Linked DNA regions of Oncorhynchus mykiss: region 2 is linked to region 1. A link is a contact called in public Hi-C data. All regions are on one chromosome and are shown on one strand. The core of a region is the stretch at or near the end of the contact, and the rest is flanking DNA. Distances in the headings are between cores, read along the strand shown.

Region 1 (6,531 bases), core at 1,807-4,306:
TTTCCTGGCATCTGCTGGGGGAGGATAGAGAGGGTGGTGAGAGGATGGAGAGAGGGACGAGAGGAATAGGGGAGGAAATGTCAGGGAGATGTTCTGGACCTCAGTACACAGATCATGGGGTCATGATGAGGTGTATTTTATTAATTACATAAGGGCATTTCCATTTAAAAGACCCATGAGCACCAACATGTGAAGTTCATGGGAGCATATCAAATTGGGTGTCAAATGAAAGAGTCTATGTTTTTGGGAAGTTAAGGCATAGATACATTTTTCAACCATTTTCTATCTTAAAAATGTGGCATAATTAAAGGCTTTGATTTCTGGATAAACAGGTGGAAAGGGGGTCTTACAAAACATTCACCAGAAGTTAAATGATATCAGAAATACGTCAAAACACAATAATGTTGACATAAAGACTCCTGCCAACTAATATCAATGTTTTGGAGAAATTGTTTACCTTCTGTAAGTTCAAGGAATATTGCCTTGTGCCTTGTATACGCATCTTTGAGATATTTTCTAATTTCTCTCCCTCATGAGGAGGGAGGATAATTAAAGTTTGCAGAAGTAACAAGCAGTGGTAGACTTACCAATTCATTAAAGTGATTTTACTGATATTAATTTTGTTTATGAATTATCAAGTGATTAAAACTCGTAATTCGGGTTATCATACTGTTATGTTCAGCTCATAACTGTTTTCTTTCTCTTTCTTGTCACATCGTGATCAAAGCGAGAGTGTTATAACAGTCTGGACTACCCCTCACCTCTCTCTCTCTCTCTCTCTCTCTCTCTCTCTCTCTCTCTCTCTCTCTCTCTCTCTCTCTCTCTCTCTCGCTCTCGCTCTCTCTCTCTCTCTCTCTCTCTCTCTCTCTCTCTCTCTCTCTCTCTCTCTCTCTCTCTCTCTCTCTCTCTCTCTCTCTCTCTCTCTCTCTCTCTCTCTCTCTCTCTCTCTCTCTCTCTCTCTCTCTCTCTCTCTCTCTCTCTCTCTCTCTCTACCTTTGTCTCTCACTCCCTAGTTAATGTCACCCCTCCCAGCTCTTACTGACACCTACCCATGACCCCTCTCTCTTTCCCTCTTTCCATTTCCATTAACAAGCATCCTCACCTGCTGAGCGCCGACCAACACCGGACGTTCATGGACGTTAAAAAGTAGTTGAAATTTGATCAGTCCACCCTGGCCTTGATGTTAATGTCCACAGACGGACATGACTGGACCAAATCTGAACCTATCGGAGACATGTGTTTCACAAGTTTGGTGTTTCACAAGTTTGGATTGCACAGTATAGTACAGTATACATTACAATAAGTAGAGTACAGTACAGTACAATACAGTTCAGTACAGTACAGTCAGTCGAGCAAGTAGAGTACAGTCCAATACAATACGAGACAGTACCGTAAAGAAAAGTAGAGTATAGTACAGTACAGTAAAGTACAGTAGTACTGCACTGAACTATACTGTACTGAACTGTAATGTACTGCACTGTACTTTACTCTACTGCACTGTACTGAACTCTACTCTACCCTACTCTGCTCTGCTGTATTGCACTACAATTTACCTCTACTGTGCTGTGATGTCCAAACTTGGGGAGACATAGGGAGAATGACAATCAAATCCATAATTATGCATTTCTGTGTAGTACAGCTCAGGGACCCATGATGTAATTATGTTACCATGATTCTGCTAACGGGTGTAAATACTCTTCCCTTACACTTCAATAACCAAAAGAGATTTTTTTGTAACTCAAGGAGCCATGTTATAACTTTTGGAAAACGTGGTCACATAAAACCTTGAGGGAGATTTTACCATCATTCCGTTACCAAAAGTTTGCATCTGCACAGTTCTTCCACTCAATTCGTTTTTGTACATTTTTCAGTGGAAATTGTTCAAAGTAGTCATTGTTGTATGGTTTGTTAAACTGTGAAATCAGTATTTTTTAGTTTTTGCACACATTTTAAAGTAGGATTGCCCATATACCTTGCAGTAGACTCACTATCATTAACACTTTGACCTGTTACAGCTGAGTGGGCAGCTGACATTATAGGCTGTTTTATTATATTCAAGCTGCTCTGTCGGGGTGTGTAGGAGGGCACTCAATACAAGTGGGGTCAATTACTCCTGGTCTGAGAGCGCAAGACTGTTGCCGTACATACACGTCACTAAATAGAGTGAAATAGGCCTACTGTATAAAACATTAGAGGACACAGGCATGGACTTCTACATGGAATCGTCTTTCTCCTGACCTGTGTGGTCATGTGTTAAATAGGCTACCGTGTTACTTTCACCCGGATTCCTCACACCTATGAGTGGAAATGGATGCTGTTTCATGGTTTATGCATATGTTTATACAGTAGTGTGTACTGTGTGTGTCTGTCTCTCTTGTTCTCTCTCTCTGTGTGTGTGTGTGTGTGTGTGTGTGTGTGTGTGTGTGTGTGTGTGTGTGTGTGTGTGTGTGTGTGTGTGTGTGTGGTTTCATGTGTGTGCGTCCATGCATGTGCGCATTCCGCGTCATGACTGTGTGTTTTGTGTGTGTGTGTGTGCATGTGAGTGTACATATTTCAAAGGATCTATTTGGGCATCACTTACAGTAACTCTTTGATGAGTGCTGGCTGGTTGCCTAAAGGTGTGGTAATGGTTTCTCTCACCAGCTAACAGAGGGTCTGTTTTTGAGCTATATTTAGAGGTGGAGGTCAGGCCTGAAAAATACTGGGTAATGAAAATGATGAGCCACCCCTGGGATCAAATGTCTTCTATCCAAACATAGTAAACACATACTTTCTTTGTAATTACTTTTCCTGGTGTCGGGAAAAGTATGATGGAAAAACAAATAATAAAATATAATTTGGAACACTTTAAGACCTATTACACACAGACACACACACAAACACACACACTCGCTCTATCTATTATTATAAGTCATGACAGGGACAGTGTTAGCCTAACTCCTATTTGATTAGTGTCCTTACTGTAGGTATCTTATGAATGAATGCCTGTTATGATTGTAGACTATTTATCAGATGGGCATCTGTGGAATTATTTTGTCTAAGGCGCACATTCCGCTCGCAGCGCAAGTAGGTGACGCTGACTGTTGAAGTGACATCAACCCACCGCTAGTAGCCTGCTTCGGAGCATTCCTCTTCGTTCAGTCCACATGCATTCATTCTCGTTTCGCTAAAGGAGGTGTAGTTTGTTCGATTGTTGCCTCTGAAAGGGGTTGGACAAAAATATTTTTCACCATGAACAACTGTAATAGCTTTGTCAACATGGCGTCGATAGGAGATTTCGACCCGCTCAATGCTTCCATCCCCGCCACCAAAGTTGAAATCACAGTGTCTTGCAGGTAAGATAATGGTTTCAGTGTAACCCATTTTTTTTGTCGGGTGTTGTTATGACTGTTGTCACAGTAGAAGGATATGGTATGGGCAAGTATTCCGGGTTTTATCTGCCATTCCAATTGGCCAACTGTCAAACAAGTTCTGCTTGTAGTAACATTTTGAAAAGTCAATGTTGTTCAACCAACGGCACTGTTTCTGATTATTTTTAGGCTACATTGTATCTAGATAAGAGTGAGGTGTTGAAGTTGTTACTTTGTTTTAGTTTTGGGTGGTAAGTTTACAATTCACTTTCGAACTGTAGTCTATCAGCTATTTAATAGGCAGTAACCTGGGATTCTGCCTGTTAGAGGACTGGCAATGGACATCAACAGGCGTTAATAATAGGCATCATCAACAATACCAACATTCCCTATCTTGGTATACTGCCGTATGTTAGAAGGCTGTTCTCACCGAATAATTTGACACTTGTTTTATTCTGACCCGTGGCTTGTTGTGGGCTGTCACTCACGATCTGATCAGATGAACATAAATAGATTTACATTGACCTTTTACAAAAGGTAAGCTATATGCCAGGAGTAGGCTAGTGATTTGATGTAGCATAGCCTACGTGCAGCGACAGTCAGACTAATGTATGTGCGGGTTGAGGGTGTATCACTAGCCCGTTTATACCCACCCTGACTCTCTGGAGCCGTGGCTTCCCGTTGCGTAACGGCTCCCCCCGTCCCTGCCAAACCTTATGTAGTATTTAAGGGGTCCCTTAAGAATAGATCAACTGAGGGAATGCTGGCCTCACCGGAATGGGAATCGTAGTGTTGTCACTGGACTGTCACTCATTATTTAAACAACTGATCGTGAAGGAAAGACGACACACACAGCGAGACTTTGTAAGCGCTCAGTAATACGTCATAGTGAAACAAAGTGGTGGCCTACTTACCAAGGAAATTCCCGTTTGGTCTCTCACAACGGACTCAATTGAATAAAAGGGAAATAAATGTCGCAATAACCACACACAATAAACAATAACTAGTTACACAATATCTGACCATACCATGCTGAACCAGTAGTCTACTTGTCTAGGGGAATCAATCCATTAAAATGTGTTATTTCTATCACCTCCAGGGAACAAGTCACATACCTCTTATGTGTCAGCCTCTGAAGAAGAGCTGGAGGGTTGTGGCACTATATACATAAGGGATGCTAGGTCAATTCTGGTACTGAGTCACGCACCTCTAGTGCGTGCTGGGCATAGAGGGGGTCTGTAGGGAATGCCTTCACACTCATTACAACCCAGAGAGGAGGTGAGGTACCATGGTAACGCGGCCAGGTGTGTGTGTGTCCGTGCCTGAAAGGCTCTGATCTCTCGTGCTCTCTCTCTATCACAACACCACGCACACACACACACACACACACACAAGTATACACATGCACGCACTATGCACGCACTGTGTGTCTGACGAAGGGATAAGAGTCCCTCTCTATCTCTCATTCTGACTTACTTTCTTCTCTCTGCCCAGAGCTCCAATGGAGGCCCAGACTGTTAGTACAGATATCTCTTCCTTCCCTGCCTGCAGTCATCTGATGTCATGTTTACATGTGGGTATGGTAGGCTACTGTAGGTGGATGGCTCTGCTCTGGTTAGGTTGGGCTATGCCTATTTACTGTCATCATGACACGGTAAAGTTCTGTGTGGGCCAGAGTTCAGTTAATATGAATAAGTTGGTGGATGAGGTGTTCTTCTCTGCTGGATTTCTCAGTACCCCTCGGATCCTCCTGGGTAAATTGATCCTTGGCTTGCTGTAATAAAGCGGGCCTAACTGTTTCAGGAAGTATTTTATTGTACGAGCACTGTATTCCCAATCCAGTGATTGGTTCTACCTCTCTGTGAGTGTGAATGCATGAATTGTTCGGATATTGCATTATCTGGCTATTTCCGCACAGGTTACATAAATCTGATTTGTGGTATCTGGCTGGTTGTGTCTGTGGTACTGTAGTTTAGTGTGTGGTCCCCTGTTGTTTAGGGGAACATCACTCATGTGTGGTGTCTGGCTGTGCTTATGGTAATCTGTGGTGTCTGGTTTTCTCAGTGCTTGTTCAGGGATGTGTCTAATCAGTGATAGGAGCACAGATGTCAGAGCTGGAGGCCTCATTACCTCTCTGATTGAAGAGGAGGGCAGGGGGGCACCAGGAGCTCCATAGGGACCAGGGGTACATGTTTGGGCCCAGCTGTGTACCCTTTCTCCCCTTTTCTCACTCCCTTTCTCCCCTTTTCTCACATCTCTCACTCGTCACTTGTCTTTCGCTCGTTCCTCTCTTTCCCTCTCTTTTTCCTGGATACCCGTCAATATGTCTGTCCCCTCTCCATGTCGCTTTCCTCTCTCACCTTCCTCATCTCTTTCCCCCTCTCTCCTGGGTTTTCTCTCCCTGTCAGTGTGTAACTGACTCTGACAGTGTCCTTAGATGTCAGATCTCCCTCTCCATCTCGTTCTCTGTGAGACTGCCTCTCCTCTTACCAACACAACTGTCACAAATTGTCTGACTTAATGACAGCCACTATTATCAATCCAAAAGTTTTGTGCTAGTTTTTTCTTGAGTTTATTTCAGGTTGACCATGCCTGACTGTTTCTCAATGCTTACCCTCCCCTACTCCCTAAAATACTGTTGTTTGAGGGAGTAAGTTTGTTTTGGGTTGAAACACAGCACAACTTCAGGGATAAGAAACCCCCTGGTGTGTTCTCCAAACACCAAAATGTAAATAAACATGTTTAATTATAAATCTACAAATCTAATCCAGACAGTCAGTGAAAGCTTGCTGCGCCAATGCTTCCTTTAAAAAAATGTATCTCAATGGGATCATTGTGGTAACGCCATTGCGCTAACGCTAGTTAGCAATTCCGCTAACTCCAGTTGGCAACTTCCTTCTAACTGCACACAGAGAGATAAAAATGGTATCCAGAAGTTCATCTGACTCTGGGAAAGTAGATAAAGGGCTTCATTGCTAGACGTTGGATAGAAAAACTAAGCAAACCTTCCCTCAGCCCACTTTCACCTTCTGAACAAATTCATATTTTAACCAATGTCTGGATTTCAGTTGGGTTACTTCAAACAGTTAAAATATTTCTCCTCTGGCTGTTGGAACAAAATTATCTGTCTCTCTGTCTCTCTCTGTCTCTGTGTAATGGCTTGGCAGCCCTCCTGTACCCT
Region 2 (6,531 bases), core at 2,850-5,349, 100 kb after region 1:
ACAAAATATTGAAGTGCCATTCAACTGGGTATGGTAGTAGGTGCCAGGCGCACCGGTTTGTTTTAAGAACTGCAACGCTGCTGGGGTTTTCACACTCAACGGTTTCCCGTGTGTACCAAGAATGGTCCACCTCCCAAAGGACATCCAGCCATCTTGACACAACTGTGGGAGGTTCCTGTGGAACGCTTACAGCATCTTGTAGTCTATGGGGGAGGGGGGCAACTCAATATTAAGAAGGTGTTGTTAATGTTTGTACACTCTGTGTATATTGATGGGGTTTAATGTGTATGAGTGTGATGGAGGTTAACAGTGTAACTGGAGACAAGTGTGTAGGAGACAGGAGTTTACTTTTTTACTCTGCTTATGTAAAATGCATACACAAAACTAGGTCCTTCTGAATGTTGTAGAATAAAAAGCACTTTCCTAACTCCCAACATTGTATGTGTTTTTGACAGAGTGGGCCAAGGAGGGTAAGTGGTGTACCCTGACGTTTGTGTGACTAAATGAAGTGGAAAGCGATGTTTTTGCTGTTTTGAAGCCTAAATGGATGATAATGGACTATAGTGCTCATGTTTCATAATAACTGCTTCATGCTGAGCTCTTCTCACACACCCTTCTCATACCCCCTCGTGTCTCTTCATCTGTTTGGCTTGTTTGATAAGAAATAGCATGTTACTTTAATAGGTATAATCTACACTGAACAAAAATATATAAACGCAACATGTAAAGTGTTGGTCCCATGTTTCATGAGCTGAAATAAAGATCCCAGAAATGTTCCAAATCCCTGTTAGTGGGCATTTCTCCTTTGCCAAGATACTCATCGTTTGCTGATGTCAACGTTGTGAACAGAGTGCCCCATGGTGGCGGGGGAGTTATGGTATGGGCAGGCATAAGCTACGGGAAAATGAACATAATCGCTCTAGTGACTCCTTGTGGCGATCTGGGTGTCTGCGGGCTGACTCCGGTCGCCAGTTGAACGGTGTTTCCTCCGACACATTGGTGCGGCTGGCTTCCGGGTTAAGCTGGGGGTTGTTAAGGAGTGCGGCTAGGTGGGTCATGTTTCAGAGAACGTTTGATTCCACCTTCGCCTCTCCCGAGCCTGTTAGTCAGTTGCAGTGATGAGACAAGATTGAAAAAAGGGGGTAAAATTCAAATTTCTGGAAGCTGAAAATGTCCCAGTTCTTCCATGGCCTGAATACTCACCAGATATGTCACCCATTGAGCATGTGTGGGATGCTCTGGATCGCCGTGAATGACAGCGTGTTCCAGTTCCCGCCAATATCCAGCAACTTTGCACAGCCATTGAAGAGGCGTGGGACAACATTCAACTCTATGCAAAGGAGATGTGTCGTGCTGCATTAGGCAGACCAGCACACCAGATACTGACTGGTTTTCTGACCCATGCCCTCACCTTTTTTTAAGGCATTTGCCACCAACAGATGCATATCTGGATTCCCAGTCATGTGAAATCTATAGATTAGGTTGTTAATGAATTTATTTCAACTGACTGATTTCCTTATATGAACTGTAACTAAGTAAAATCTTTGAAATTGTAGCATTTATATATTTTTTCAGTATATAATCCCTTTTTATTTTCTTCTCTTCTATTCTTTGTTGTCTCTCCTCTCCACAGCATTTAGATTTTGATTGACACCTGTATGGAGATTCACTTCATTAGCCAAGAGCGTATTGAAGCCCTCATCCTGACAGGTTCTGAGTGAGAGCAGCCATTGTTAGTGACTCACTCCAATCTGCTAATTTTCATTAGCTCAGAAGTGAATGGGAAAGCACCACAACTATTAGCATTGGAATTAGCATAGAGAATGGATGGGTAGTGTGTTGTAAATCCCCTATCTCTTATCTGGCAGTACACAGCTGTTATGTGTGTGCATGTGTGCGTGGGATTGGGACCCTCATTCAGTGTTAATGTATCAACACCAGTTATTGTATTCAAAGGGATGAACACGGTCCATTTGAAACAGAATTAATCCAACCTTCTGTTCTGCTTGTGCGGCTTTCAAGTTGTATTAAGCGCGCATCAATGTACCCTTAGTGGGTCCTGGTGTTACCTTATGTGGGCAGCATGTAAACAATCAGTCTTCTTCTTCTCCTCCTTCTATCCTCCTTTCCTTCTTCTCTAAACTTTCACAGTGCCCTCACCACTGCACAGTACCATGGTTTGTCATACATTGTCAGAGCCTTGTCCAGTTGAAGCACCCAGGGCTTTAACAATAACACTAGGAATGGATCGCTCTCCGCGTCCCAGCTGTTCAATAGGCATTTCCCATCATATATCTCCCCTCCTTTCTCATTAACCCAGCCCACCTCTCTCTCTGTCTCTCTTTCTCCCTCGCTCTCTCTCTCCATCTCTCCACTCCAGGAACAAAAGGAGGATGCTTCTCTGCTCACCCTAATCTTCTCTACTTACACTGCCATTGTTTTCATTAGCTCATCTTTCCTCATCTCTCCAGACAAGTTTCTTTCTTCCCCAGATGTTTTTATTTTTCTGTGAATTGGTCATCAGCGCTGTAGAGAAAGGTGCTGCACTGATCGCCCCTGGGTGATACTATCATATAGGAGACATAAGCATGAGTCGGGGTGTGTGCGCACCTCATCCCCCTGCACTCTGATAGCTTCAATATGGCTTACACTCCTCCACTCTTTCTATTTTTTAACCTTTCTTTAACCAGGGAAGACATTGGGATTGACATGTTTTTTTCAAGTGAGCCCATGTAGTGTCTCTATAGACTGCCTCGTCACTTACGCTTGGGGAGATGGAGTCCTAATTTATGCATGAAACAATCAAGTGGGGTCAGATGAAGATTTTAATTAGCCACAGGACCAGTACGAATTACTCCTACAGGGTTTCCCATGTCCGCTGGCAGGGGCAGATGGATGCCACTAATACAATAACACTCCAACAGTAGTGCTATTTACTTATTATGAATCACTACTCATAGACAAGGCTGGAAGGGACAGTATGTTAGTCATAGTATGTTAGATGTTTGTTTAGCATGAGAAAATCCCCCCCCCCCCTCTCTTCCCCTTTCTGCCCCCTACCTCCTCCCACTCCCCATCTCCTCTCTTCCACTCTCCTCTCCTCTCTCGGCTTCTCCTCTCCTCTCTCTGATAATGATCCAGCTAATAACACAGGCAGACATGAAATGGTTTGCTATGAAGTCCTCATAGTCACTTCCTTAGGGATTTCCTGCTTTACCGTCACTTGAGAAGAGCTGAATTTCTATCCGTTACTTTAATGTTGCTTTTAGATAACGTTTCAAGGCAAGCTTAGCTAAAAAATTGACCATATTAAAAGTCAAATTCTCTCTCTCCGTATCTGTTTGAGCTGTTTGAGCTGGGTTAAAGCGGCGATAAGCAGTAGAAGCAATAACAAAGCCCTATTTTGGTAAAAAGCTGAGGGATGGGGCTGGAGAAATGTTAACTGTCTCAAATTCATAGACATATATATGGATGACCATCCATGATATCAGCTTTATTGTTTTAACAATGTTTTGAGGCTATACAGTGTTTGTTTGCATTTACTTTGTTTACCAACATTGGTTTACAAACAAGCTTATATTTTGGGTACTGATGAGGGTACAACAGTTGAACTAAGCTCATGAGTTATTTATAAGTGATATTCTTTAAGAACAAATGGGTACATATCATTAATTTATTAGTGAAAAAATTGATGTCGCAACTGCTGATTGCCCCTTTAAGGTCAGAACGGGCTGGCTAGTTTTCCTGGAACATGCATCGCCAGGAGCAACACCTGGAGCCAATGGGGTGATGTTTCACTCTTACCTCACTGTGCACACTCATCGGTGATTGGTGCAGAAGCTTCAGCTGACCTTTAGCAAGAGTCCTCTGCATTGTAATGGGAATAATTAGATTGTATCTCCACTGATTTACAGTCTCTGAGGTATATGGAAATGACTGAGTAATATTTCATTTCAGACTAGGATACATTTCTCTACTCCTCTTTTTTTTTCTTCTCTTTATCCATCTCCTTCCCCTGTTTCTGGCTGTCCTCACACTCTGAGCAAGGTGGAAACTCTCAGTGTGTGGGTGTGTGTGTGTGTTTGAGGAGAGATCCATAATTCAGGCTGGTGGGCCAGTCTGTCTGTCTCCCTCTTGGCACAGAGAGCTGGACCAGATATGACTCCAATACACCACTGTCTCACCTCCTCTTCTCATTGAATACTTGACTCCCTGTTCCTTTCTCTGAATATTAAACTGTCTCCTCTCCACTGACTTCTGCAGCATACCAATGCTCTTAAATATTGAGTGGTACATCTTGGCAATGAATTGTACTGAGGGAAAAAAATAGTTGAATTAATGTAACATGAGTTACATTACAATTCAGTGAAGTTAAAACATGATATGTTTGATGCAGGATAGCCCAGTATAATGTGCACATTGACTTACACTAGCAGATGGAACTTTTTACTCCTACACAAATATTATTTAAGAAATGAGCTCAATGGCTTCCGGGTTAAGCGAGCAATGTGTCGAGAAGCAGTGCGGCATGGTGGAGGTCGTGTTTCAGAGGACGCATGGCTCTCAACATTCGCCTCTCCCGAGTCCTTGCGAGAGTTGCAACGATGGGACAAGACTGTAACTGCCAATTGGATATCACGAAATTGGGTTGAAAAAAATATATATAATGAGAAATGGGCTCAAACACATTCTTAGCATGCATGCAAAACGAAGCGTAAATTAGTGATTTAACACTACATTTGTGATTTAACTCGGGGGGAATGATGCAAGCATCCCTCTGCTCCTTCCTTATTCCTCCCTCCTCTCATCCTCCCTCTCCCCTCCTCCCCTCCCAGACTCTATCTGCCCTAACATGAGGCGACAGTGCCGTACTTCAGGCATCACTCCCCACCCACCCCTTCCTCTCCCAGCAGTAGATCCAGGCTGTGTGTGTCTGTGTGTACTAGAGAGTAGCGCAAAGCCCGACCAGGGCCCTATCCATCCATACCCGCCTCATGGCTCCTAGCCTGACCTGAACCACAGCCAACACAGGCAGAGTGGCTCAGAGCTGGGGAGAGGAGAGCACAGAACCCCTGGTCTGGTTCTCCCCCTCCCTCACAATGAGTAAACAAGCTTCTTCAGGTCTGCTGCACTAACATGTGTCTGCGGGCTGTGCAGTGCACTCCACATTGCGTCACAGGGTGACAAGTCCAATGGTTCCTTACAGTACCTGATCTATTCAAATACAGGAGGTGGTGGAGAGGACAAGAGGATGTGTGAGCTACAGCGCACGGCACACACAGCACACATCAGCACTGTGTGCGCTCATCTGTTGAACCTGTTTTTTTGTCTTGACTTTTTGGGATTAGAAAGTTCTCTATTTAAATTAGATTTTGTTTCTTCAGGCACCAAGGGCAAGGAGTGGTTTCAACTTGCCTGCTTGCTTGAGCTATGATAATCAGAACATTATTGTGTTTACTAAAGTTCATTAAGCCAATGGTTTATGGTGTGTGTGTGTGTGTGTGTCTATGCTAGCGTGTGGTAAATTAATAATTAATCTCGTCTTGCTTTTACCTTCCAGGACCCAGATTAATTTCACAGTGGCAATTGATTTCACCGCTTCAAACGGTGAGCAACTCACACACACACACTCAACACTTCTCGTAATGCTCGACCAGGGCTGTTTAAATGTATGCATATGGGGTGATCTGTAATAGCCCTACTCCATTATTGTAGGGCAGGCTAAAACCTAATGCTGTAAAAGAGATGATAGCTTAGTGGTGATAACAGGAATGAATGTGCCTCTCTTGTATATTTTAATGTGTACCTGTTATAGCAAGGCTGGAAGGAAATGACCCGTCTCTTAGACGTTATAGTGAGGTTGACTGGGACTACCATATCTCTTAGATAACAGCAGATGGTTCAATTCAAACTTAGACCCACTGATAACTCATGAGCGTAGGGTTATTGCTTCCTTGTTTTTATTTGACGAGGTCCAATATATGATGTGTAGGAGCTGATGTTATGGATGTGTGTCCAATAGGGCCGTTAAAAGATCTAAAGTTCATGTCACTATGCTCATAACCACTACAGCCAGTGTGCTATAAAGTGAAATGATTCTCCTGCTCATGTTGGTCATGTAGTTATGCATGTCACTCGTACTGTACCCACTACCCAGAGTCTTATATAGAGGGAAAGGCAGGGAAAGAGATCTAACACGGTCTAAGGTGAAATGGTGTATTATGCTGTCTAAAAATATCAGCCTTTTGGTTGAACACTCAACTACCTTTCTGGGCAAAAGTATGGGCAAAATTCAGATAACACTGTATTCCACATATAATGCACCACTTTCTACCATAAACAGCATGGGCTAGCAGTGCACTAAATGGGGAATGGAGTTAGATTTGAGACACAGCCGTTCCTTTCTATATCTGGCTCTGTTGTTCCATTATTGTACCTTGTTATTACTGTCCCATTATTTACCATTACTGTACCTGTTTCCCAGGCAACCCAGCCCAGCCCACCTCCCTCCACTACATGAGTCCTTACCAG

Evidence for each region. A called contact is a pair of places that touch in the nucleus more often than the background predicts.
Region 2: a Hi-C map of liver shows a contact between it and region 1, with 4 times the contacts expected there. The contact joins the enhancer-like site here to the promoter of LOC110500279 in region 1. A contact is called at or near these places in 2 of 3 Hi-C or Micro-C datasets (blood and liver).

The regions. Positions count from the first base shown.
Region 1 is chr21:32,838,733-32,845,263 of USDA_OmykA_1.1, forward strand. LOC110500279 (copine-8) reads left to right here and starts at 3,057. Exons shown (of 20, transcript XM_036957690.1): 1 at 3,057-3,335. The coding sequence starts at 3,232. It overlaps LOC118942920 (a long non-coding RNA gene), which reads right to left and starts at 3,213. Exons shown (of 4, transcript XR_005038581.1): 1 at 3,104-3,213; 2 at 1,103-1,223; 3 at 1-14.
Region 2 is chr21:32,941,257-32,947,787 of USDA_OmykA_1.1, forward strand. It overlaps LOC110500279 (copine-8), which reads left to right. Exons shown (of 20, transcript XM_036957690.1): 14 at 5,561-5,607; 15 at 6,485-6,531. Among protein-coding and RNA genes, the nearest start is that of LOC110500280, 96 kb to the right of the region's middle. Within about 2 kb of position 4,100, at least 1 of the 11 cell types and tissues checked has an H3K27ac peak or open chromatin away from gene starts, as enhancers often do. A contact at or near this core is called in liver, where this site is marked.